Linked DNA regions of Mus musculus: all the other regions are linked to region 2. A link is a contact called in public Hi-C and promoter capture Hi-C data. All regions are on one chromosome and are shown on one strand. Each heading gives the region's core, a stretch centred on a gene start, on an enhancer-like site or on the middle of the called end of the contact. The rest is flanking DNA. Distances are from core to core; before and after follow the strand shown. Region 1 holds the start of P2ry12 (purinergic receptor P2Y, G-protein coupled 12). Region 2 holds the start of Med12l (mediator complex subunit 12-like). Region 3 holds the start of Erich6 (glutamate rich 6).

Region 1 (3,362 bases), core at 339-2,838, 260 kb after region 2:
TTCAGCACTCTGACCTCCTCCCAGGAGCTGGCAGACCTGTGGCAATACCTTCTCCTCCTCATTCCTTCCACGTTAAAGGGCATCTCCAGGGATATTATAGTGGCAGGCTCAGATGCAATAATAATCGAATATCACACAATTGCAGGTGATGAGACAGAGTTTTGATGCTATTCAGGTTTAACTGCAGTTATGTCTAAAACTAAGTACCATGAGAGACTGATGAGAAGAGAAAGGTAATTTTGTGACTGCCCACATTCAAGTGTTACACTTTCTGTTAAGTTTTGAATGCCTAGCCTCTGTGGAAAGAACCATAAACAGTGATAACCACATAGCTAGAAGAGACAGTTGTAGGATAATCCATAGTGTGGCTAGCAAGAACCAGTTCTTAACATCACTTCTGGTTTAACAAATCAACATTTGGGCACATATGGTAATAGGGGTAGCAATACAAAATCTTTATCATATTTTGTATGCTAGGTAGGAGGAATGTTTGACACGGTACAGCGGAGCACGCAGGGGACCACCGACTGGGCCCTCCTACTCCTCCAGATAATTACTTCGGGAACTGTTGACATGCACACTAACAAGTATGTTGGGTTTTTGTTTTGTTTTATTTTGTTTTTTATCATTTTATACCTTTTTTTTTCCCCTGCATGCATGCATGGTACAAGCTTTTGTCTACTGACAGGAAATTCTGCCACTTACTGATTTAGCTGTCATTAAAAACTTAGCACTTTCAGTAGAAATGCTTAGGCAATTCTGTGTGTCCGGGTTTTGTTTGTGAGAATAAAATGGGGTTTTCTTTCTTCTCAGTGAATTATTCACAACGGTTCTTGACATGCTGGGTGTTTTAATCAATGGAACCCTGGCTTCTGACCTATCAAGTGCTTCCCCCGGGGGATCAGAAGAGAACAAACGTGCATACATGAACTTAGTAAAGAAACTGAAAGTAAGCTTGTGATCAGCCTCTACTCTGAAATCATGTTGTTTATGGATTATTGTCTTAATTTCCTCCTCATTAATCTACATGTGTAGCTGATTCAGCAGATTGTGGTTATTTGTTATCTTACCTACTCTGTCAGTCCTTCAAAATTACAAGCATGATATTTGAACGATTTTTTTCTCTGAAAAGGTGTGCTCAAATAAAATGTGTTTTAATTTTTAAGGATTTTAAAAATGCATTATCAGATATCTAACCAAAACTCCAGTGTCAGATTTCCTTTGAACCCATGCTTGGATTTACACATGCAAGTGGGAAAAAAAAAAATGAGCTCTGCATTGAATTTGTAAATCCACTAACAGTCCTGGACATGAACGGCAAATAGACATTGCAAATACATAATCTGAAGACGTTACAGTAAAAAAGCTGATGGTTACCTTGCACTGTGACCCTGGATACGGGAAAGTGTCCGTGCGGCAGCTCCTGCTGTGTGACAGCAAATGACACTGGCGTTTTGTCATTTCAGCACTCTGATTTGTCATGGAGAACAAGACTGCCTTTGTGTGCACCCTGATTTTCTACTTGAATAGAAGAAATGAAACATTTCACCAGTCCAATTTGCAGCTGTTCCATAGACTGCGCTAAGGACTAAAGACATACTAGCCCTAAAAAAAAGGAAATGTGTCACTGGGGAACTTCCTTCTTGTTAGCTTTTGCTTCATTGTAAAGTCAGAATTTTTGCCTCACTTCTCTCTTGCTTTTACATTTTTCCCCCCTCTTTCTTCTAGAAAGAACTAGGAGACAAGAGGTCAGAAAGCATTGACAAAGTTCGACAGTTGCTGCCTTTGCCAAAGCAGACCTGCGATGTCATCACGTGTGAACCCATGGGTTCTTTGATCGATACAAAGGGAAACAAAATTGCTGGATTTGACTCTATTGATAAAAAACAGGCAAGAGTAAATGTTTTTTCCCACATATATAAATATATCTAGTTATAGAAGCCAAGTGACTTTTCTTAATTTTCAGTGGTATAATTTTTGTCATCAAAGCACAATAGCTATTGGCATTGCAAAAAGAAAAAGAAAAAAGCCATTATCTTCAAAGATCTCCCAATTAAAATGCTTATCTGGACTTCAGGGCATTTCTAGAATCTACCAAAAACTTAAGTAACAGCTTAGCATAAGAAATAAAAGTAAAATAAAATTATTATTTTACATCAGGATAGGAAACAAGCTATGTTTATATAAGAAAATGTGTGCTGATAAGAATTTTCATTTGCTGAGTAAGCAGTATTTAGTAAAACTTGTGTTACAACACTACGTAGTCTCTAAGAAGCAGTATTAGATGGGCATTTGCTTTCTATACAACGCTTTGGAAGGTTCTTTAAAATAACAGAAAGGCCAGCCTGAGTAGCCATTGGCACTGCAGCAATGGAGATGGTGGAGGGAATCCCTGCCCTTAGGGGGAAGTAGATGCACTTTTACATGCAACGGGACGTGCAGGTCAGGTCATGATGGCACCAACGGGGAACGGTTTAAGTCACACAGGCAGAGGTAGTCAGAACAGGGGTCCTACAATAGTGGACACACAGACCATCCTGACGGACTAAGTATACAGAAAAGTATAGGACAGGTGGGGAAAGTTTAAGGAAAGGCAAGAAAGGTGACTGTTAAGAGGAAAAACCATGCCACCAGAATTCAGAGTTAACTCAAATGCCATAGCAGTGTGGCCATGGGAGGGGAAAACCAGAAGTCACAATAAGGGTGACTTGGGCTTCTTTCAGAAGGCATCCAGGAGCCATTTAGATGTGAGTTCTACTCAGGAGAACGATTTCATCACATGGCAGACAGCAGTGGGTGGTGACATTACTGGTAGTGTCAGAAGAAGTCACACTTAAAGAGGAAGACAGACAAAAACAGATATGCTCACATGGGGGGCGGGGTACCTTGGCCGTTTTGAGGAGAAATGTCTTTAAATAGGTATACTTGCAAAATTACTAAGAAATGTTACCCATTAGTATTACAAATAAAAGCATGCTATTTTTCAGAAACAAAATTGAATTCCTTACCTGGATTCAGTAAAGATACCTTGGAATTGAAAGACTTAATTTGTGTTGTACCTGTTTCTGTAATTAATTTTCTCCCAAAAAATTTTATTCAGAGAAAGCCACATACATGTACATGAAATATATACTAAATTGAGTTCATACATCAGAGGCAGACTATATATTGACTTTTAAATCTTGTATAATACTAAAAATAATGGATTCCTGAGATGGTTCTAACAGCAACTTTACAGGATACTTGAGAGATTATATTTTCTACAACATACTTGAATGAGAATGTCATTTTATACTAAAATATTTTAGCTCACTTTTAGATGCCTTAAGGAGTGTCAGGTGGTACAGAGCACTGGAGAACTG
Region 2 (3,434 bases), core at 863-3,362:
GTTCAGAGGGTAAACAATGAAGAACTAGTCTTTTACAATGCCATCGCCTTATCCACTTCTTTCTTCCTTCCCTTGGGTGCTTTAAAGGCAGCAAAGCGAGTAGACATTCACATATCATCACCATGAACCAGGTACTATAGAAAGGCTGCAGGTTATTCTGTGTACATGCTCTCCAGAGCTGGGAACTAGGCGTCCAAGACATTCCTCAAGTTATGGAGAATGTGATACAATCAGGCCAAGGGCAGATCAAGCACACAGCCCTTCCCAATCAAAGCAGAGGGGTGAGGTCAGAAACCTGAGCTGCAGCCGTGGTAGGTTCAAATTCCCATTAGCTTTTGCAGCTTTGAACAAGTCATCTAGCCTCTCCGAGCTGACACAATTTCCTCATTTATAAAGAAGGTGAAGTAAAACCGTGGAAGGGTTTGTTGCTAGAAGCAAATTCAGACCATCAAGCTCATACAACCAAAGGAGGACTCGATAAATGGCAGCCATCATTCTTGGCCAAGTGCTGGCGCGTTCTCCTGGGCGCGCCTCCTGCAGGGTCCCTTAGGACACGCTGGGCCCGCCTCCGAGGCTAGGTCTCAATGCTCACGGCTCTTGGCCCCGCATCTGTGTGTCTACCTGGAGCAAGCGAGGGGCGCCGGCAGGTGGATTGACCAGATCCCCCGAAAGGATCGCCCCCTCCCCGCGGTTCCCATCCCTGTGATGCGAGCAGGTGAGGTTTCGCCTAGGCTGCCGGGATGGCGACCCCAGGAGGGGTCGAGGCGGAGGGCGCAGCTCGAGGCCCGGGGTCCCTCCTGGGGCTGGTTCCATAGCCGGGTTAACCCTGCAGCCAGCTGGGGCGCAGGGCCCGTGGAATGCGCGCTCTGCGGCTGCGAAAACCCGGAGAGGCAGATGGGAGCGCTCGAGGCGCTCGCAGCCAACTCCTCCGCGGTCCGGCCGCCAAGCTGGGCATGCTCAGTGCGGCCGCCGCGCCGCCGTCCGCCAACTCGGGAGCTCGCGCTCCCGGGCCGTGGGGGCGAGAACGCTGGCGACAGCGAGCGACGCCCCCAGGCAGCCGCAAACTTCGCGGCGTCCGCAGTCTGGCGAGCCAGACACCTCGCAACGTCAAATCCAATTCCCCAACCCTAACGGAGCGATGGAGGCTGCGGCCGCCAGGGCGTCCCGGCTGCCCGCCCCTGCCTAGCCGCTAGCTAGGGACCAACAGGTAAACTGTTGGGGGTGGGGATCAGGGCGCGCGACGTCTAGGGGTGGCCCGGGGAGCCCAGTCGCCCGTGCTCCCGATGTGTCCGTCGGTGCTCGCGGCCACCTCTGCTCACCCCCTCCCCAGCCCCGGGAGGGCCAGCAAAGGGTTAAGTCGGCCCCGCGCCACAGCGAGCGCGGCCCCCTCCAGCCGCCGCGGCCGCTGCAGCCGGCAGCCAGCAAAGCGCCCCGGCGCCGCCGAGGGGACCCGCGCAGCTCGTGCACTGGCTGAACCCGGAGGCACCGGCCTCGCTCGGCGTCCGCATCCTCGCCTCTCGCGGCCTCTCTCCCTCCGCGTCCGCGGTTCCGTGCCCGGGCGGCGGGTCCTCCGAGTGCAAAGCTGCGAGCGCCGGGCATGGCGAGCCAGGAAGTGGGCGCGGGCCGCTGCGCAGCACCTCGCGTGCCCGAGGACGCCTAGCTCTCGGCGGGCACCGAGCCTCCCGCCTAGGCGCCAAGAAAAGTTTTTTCCCCCTTTATGCCCCTCCCCCACCCCAGCCTGGGCCCCTCTGGGTGGGTTTGGGTTCATTGGTGAAGAAAGTCACACGTTCCCATCATCTGCTCCTCCCCCTGGGGACCGAGTGGGGGTGGCGGGAGGCCGTGGCCGCGGCGGACCCTGGCCGACCTCCAGCCCGGGCGCCGCCGCCGCCGCCCGCGGAGCAGGCGTCCCGGGGCTCGGCGCAGCGGGGTGCCCACGAAGGCGGCCCCCCTGAGCGCGTCTGCGCGCGGGCAGCGGCCGTCTCCAACCTGCTTTTTCTCCTGCCTGCAGCGCCACGGCGAGCCAGAGTGGAGGGAAGAGGGAGTCTGTCTGCAAAGTGCTGCTCCCTGGTGCTCAGAGGCGGCTGCTCCAGCTCCAGCTCCAACTCTCATTCATTTCGCCGGTTAACATGAGAGATCATGGCCGCCTTCGGGCTTCTCAGCTATGAGCAGAGACCGCTGAAGCGCCCGCGGCTCGGGCCGCCCGACGTCTACCCGCAGGACCCTAAGCAGAAGGAGGTAAGGGCGCCGGCGGCCTCCGCGGTTGTGCGGCGCTCCGCAGCGCTGACCCGGGGCCAAGCTGGCCCGGCGGGCGTCCCCGGCGCTGCGGGGGAAGGGCTGGGGAGGGGATCGGAGGCGGGGCCCGGGTTAGGGTATCAGGGACCCTGAGCTACTGAGACCCGGAGCCTGCCAACCCCCGCGCTCCGCTGGGCGATCGCTCTGCGGGGGGCTGGGTCGCTTCCCGGTTGTCGGGCCTTGCACTGCGCCGCTGGGCGCTTTACCGCTTCTACCTCGCTAGCATCTTCTTGCTCGCTTTCCTCCGTTTTTGCTTGTTTTATTGTTTTTTACTCCGTCGCTTCGATAAATCCTCGTAAACTTTTTGACAAATGCTGGAATGCAGTACATCGGACACTGTGGTCTTGCGTTTTGCGCCAGCGGTATGGGTACGGATGGGGGAGGGACCCTTATCACATCCTCCACTTTGGAATGGAAGTCGTTTTTTAGCGAGGTGATCATATATTTGGCTCGGTGAATGTACCTCTGTATCTCTCGCCTTTAAAAAAAATTTAAGAAAACAATATTGAAGAGAAACACCGAATTTTGTTTCTAGAGAGACAAATTGGCTTTCCCGGAGGCTGTTTTGTATGTGTAAAAGCAGACAAGTTATCTTAGAAAGGAATAGCTTCCAGATTACTTATTTTCTTTGAATGAAATTAAATGGAGAAACCTTGGCTGTTGCACATACAGTAGCTTCAGTGGTTATTGTAAGCTATGTAGGTATGTGTCAGGAGTTAAAAAGTAATTATGTAACAACTCTCCAGCCATAATAATGATCGCCCTTGGCTATACAATTTGCCCAGAGACTTGCCTATCTTCTCTTTTTTGGTTCCCCTGCTCCCCAGCTGTCCTTTGAGACTTTGCCAGCTACAGCCCACCCATCTTCTCTTTTCTATAGTTAAGCATGAAACTGCCATGTATTCTAGTCTTCCCGTGAGCCTGGAAAGTCTATAAAAGTTTGCGTGTCCCCTGATTTCACAAGAGGACTTTGCAAGTCAGAGTTCTTTCAGGCTTCTATTTTGATAAATGTATCCGTCTCTTTAGTAGAGGCTCAGCCCAGACTGGCTAATAATGTGTCTGAGAAATCATCACGAGCAATTCCTTTTGGCCTTCTCCCATTGAGTTTGAGGGTCAGGGAAGTCGATTGAAGATGGCTGGGA
Region 3 (3,194 bases), core at 81-2,580, 370 kb before region 2:
CACTGTCTGCTCTTCTGGAGGTTCTGAGTTCAATTCCCAGCAACCACATGGTGGCTCACAACCATCTGTAATGAGATAAGATGTCCTCTTCTGGTGCGTCTGAAGACAGCAACAGTGGAATCACATACATTAAATAACTAACTAAATATTTAAAAAATACTGATAATTGAAAACATTTTCTTACCTATCTACAGTCACTTCAGACAAGTCCTTTTTAAATGTTTGAAATATTTTGGGATAGCCTGTCAGACGAAACATTAAACAGTTTAGCCACTCCATGCCTCCGGTTCTCCAAGGGAAATTTTGTCCCCAGGGAACATTTGGTGAGGGGCAGAAACAGGGTGGTTGTCACAGGTGTGTGTGTATGATTTGTGTATGCTGATAAAAAATATATCCTAGAATGCACAAAGACACCACCACCCTTTCCCCCAACAGTTAAGATACACCCACAGTAAAATGTGAACTCTGACTCCAAGAAGCTCGTTCTAAATGCTCTGCTTCCTTTTAAAGGAAGACAGTAACGCTGCGTGTTAAGGTGTTAGGTAGAACTGCTTCAGTAAGTAGTTGAGCACCCCACAGGCACTAGTGCCCCAGGAGTGGCCTGTTACTTTTACTAACCGATTTCCCTTAGATCCCACACTAGGGGCCATCATGGCAATCAGCCAAGACTTGCTAGTGTTAAGGGCAGCAGAGGGGGAGGGGGAAGCACCGGCCGCCCTTCAGGCCAGGATCCCGAGGGAGGGAGAAGCCCAACGCTACTTTTGTGGGACGAGCCGCTGCTGGAAGCAGGAGGAGAGCCCTCCCTGTGCGGCAGCGGCAGCGGCTCCTCTTCGCCCCACGAGGGGCTGGACACCTTGCTGGGCGGGGACATAGTGCTCAGGCTGGGGCTGACCACGCTAATTAAGCGGGGACGAAATTCCGGTGAGTCTTCGTCAAAGCCTTCACTGGGGCCTATGGCTTTCCAGATGTCTTCTTCGTTCAACGACTCAGGGAACAGGTTCTGGCTTTCCTGCGGCTGGCCCTCCCTATCATCCCACCCTTGCACCCCCTGAGCTCCCTGCCCCTCCTGCTCCTCCTGAGCTCCCTGCTCCTCCTTGGCCTCCTCCTCCTTTTCCTCTTCCTCCACCTCCTCCTCCTGTCCCTCCTGCTCCAACTCCTCCCCCTGCTCTCTCTGCATCTTCTGCGCTTTCTCTGCCTCTACCATCTCTTTTCCCTTCGAGGCTTTATCTGGCTTTTTTGACTTTGTGTTCCTCTTTCCAGGCTTCCGCACTCCCTGACGCGGGCGCATGTTTGTGGGCAGCCCCGGAGCGCTCGACCCCGGAGCAGCTGTTGAGCGTCTGTCTCCCAGGGCAACCTCGGAACCTTTCAGGGTTTAAAGCCTCAGGACCCTGCGCCAAGCTTCTTTCTGCCAAGCTTCTTTCTGCCTTTGCTCTCTAGGTCTCTGAGCCCCTCTTAGCCAGCAGAGAAGCAACCTCCCTTTCCCTGGAGCCGGACCTTCTGGCTTTTTAAGGAGGATACCCATAATGTCATTTGGCACTGAGGGAGTTGTGGAATTTGATTTTTATTAGAAATATGATTATTGGAAATTCCAGTAAAACTCTGCTTACTATATTAGACACCAGCCTTTCTTTGCCGTCTTATGATTACATTGCCTTACATTTGTTGTTTAGTAAGACTTTTTGGAGATATATTGCTGCTGAGATAATTTGGTTTACTCTAGCCCTAGTTTGGTCGATTCTTTGATCCATCCTTTTGTTTTGGAAATAGAAAATTCCAGCGATATCTGTCTACCACATGCCACTTTTTGTTTTGGGGGCCTTGTTTCAACTCATGGTACTTTAAATTATTATTTTCTTTTGTGAAATATTTGCACATACTAAAAATAGTATCCAGGAAAGTATGGTGAACATTAGATGCCCAGGGTCAGGCCTATGAGTCACTATGTGTGATTTCTTCTGTCACTTGACTTCTGTTAGCCTATTTGTGGGGGGTGGGGGGGCTGGGAACAACCATTCCTTTAAGATATTTGTGGATATTGATGAATATGGAATAGTGGCCTGTAATTTTAGACATATATCATCCAAAGACCACTGGGAACACCGCAGTAGGGACATGGAGGCACCTGGGTTTAGCTGCAGTGTGATGCCCTTGGAAGGTCCCGTCGAGGACAGACTTCCCCTAAAGTGTTTTGGGAGAGGACCTAAGGTTTAGGTCAAATGGAAGGCAGGACAACTCTGTGATGGGGACTATGTGGTGGCACAGTGGCCTTAACTTTTGTTTCATTTAGACAAACCCACATGATCCTGTTTTGTGGTTGGTTCACTGAGCAATTATTTTGATGGCTGTTAATCTGACACTATATTTATTGGGCACTACTGTGAGCCAGGTCTCTGTTGGGTGTAGAGTCAGGCCACTACCTAGAAGCCTGCTTAAGTAGCTGGCCAGAGTACCTAACTACTTGGCAGGGTTCATCAAGGTCACTGGCATTAGAATATAGACCAGGGAGTGAGTGGCAGAAATTGTCCAATACTCCTGTGGGTGGGGCAGAGAGAAACTGCTCAGAGTGTTTTTAAAAGAATGGAAGATCTTGAAGGGCAATGGAATGCTTGCCACAGGCTAATGAGGCAGTCCAGATGTTTGAGTGGCTTTGGAAAAAAAGGTCAGATGTGTGGACAGGGACATAATGAGTAGTGGATCAGGCCCAGGGTAGGAAGGCACTCCAGAGACCTGGGGAAGTGTGGGAGTGAGGACAGTGAATGGGACTTATGAAGTCCTATGCAGACAATCTTTGACTGCTGGGAATGGGTGCTAGCGATGAGCCCAGGGCCTGTGGTATGCTCCTTACAACTGAGCTTATATTCTAATAAGAGCATTCTGGTGTTGTAAGCACTTTCCTAGGTCCTGAAATTCAACTGGCCCTCTATGGAGGGAAGTGACATGTGTAAAGGTATAAAGCTGTGTTTCTGCTTCCAGGGATTGTGGAGGGCAGTCAAGCTGTGGGGAGAGATGGGGTGGGGTGGGCTGGTGGGAGGGAGGTGTCGTGGTGGGTATGCTTAGTCAAGACCACCTGCCTCCAGATGGCTTCTGTGATGGCTACATTTTTTAGTTCTGTACGCTACATTTAAAGAGTATTCCTTTTTAGATCTGCCCAGCTTCTTTTAAAATGTTTTAGGGACTCTCCTTCCACAGAGAAC

What was found. Promoter capture Hi-C pulls out the DNA fragments that hold promoters and counts their contacts. A called contact is a pair of places that touch in the nucleus more often than the background predicts.
Region 1: a contact with region 2 is called in a Hi-C map of LSK cells, with 4 times the contacts expected there. The contact joins the promoter of P2ry12 here to the promoter of Med12l in region 2. A contact is called at or near these places in 1 of 39 promoter capture datasets (stem cell-derived epiblast-like cells), 1 of 484 Hi-C or Micro-C datasets (LSK cells) and 2 of 9 other capture datasets (liver and pancreatic islet).
Region 3: a contact with region 2 is called in a promoter capture Hi-C map of embryonic stem cells, with 2.2 times the contacts expected there. The contact joins the promoter of Erich6 here to the promoter of Med12l in region 2. A contact is called at or near these places in 3 of 39 promoter capture datasets (cranial neural crest, embryonic stem cells and frontonasal cranial neural crest) and 7 of 115 datasets of contacts at active chromatin or transcription factors (astrocytes, embryonic forebrain, embryonic stem cells and 1 more).

What each region holds. Positions count from the first base shown.
Region 1 is chr3:59,261,397-59,264,758 of GRCm38.p6, forward strand. It overlaps P2ry12 (purinergic receptor P2Y, G-protein coupled 12), which reads right to left and starts at 1,589. Exons shown (of 5, transcript NM_001357008.1): 1 at 1,378-1,589. It overlaps Med12l (mediator complex subunit 12-like), which reads left to right. Exons shown (of 44, transcript NM_177855.3): 33 at 478-587; 34 at 814-949; 35 at 1,729-1,890.
Region 2 is chr3:59,004,866-59,008,299 of GRCm38.p6, forward strand. It overlaps Med12l (mediator complex subunit 12-like), which reads left to right and starts at 2,113. Exons shown (of 44, transcript NM_177855.3): 1 at 2,113-2,235. The coding sequence starts at 2,137.
Region 3 is chr3:58,635,877-58,639,070 of GRCm38.p6, forward strand. Erich6 (glutamate rich 6) reads right to left here and starts at 1,331. Exons shown (of 14, transcript NM_001081262.1): 1 at 760-1,331; 2 at 185-242. The coding sequence starts at 1,288. It overlaps Gm46806 (a long non-coding RNA gene), which reads left to right and starts at 135. Exons shown (of 2, transcript XR_001783856.2): 1 at 135-921; 2 at 1,261-1,616.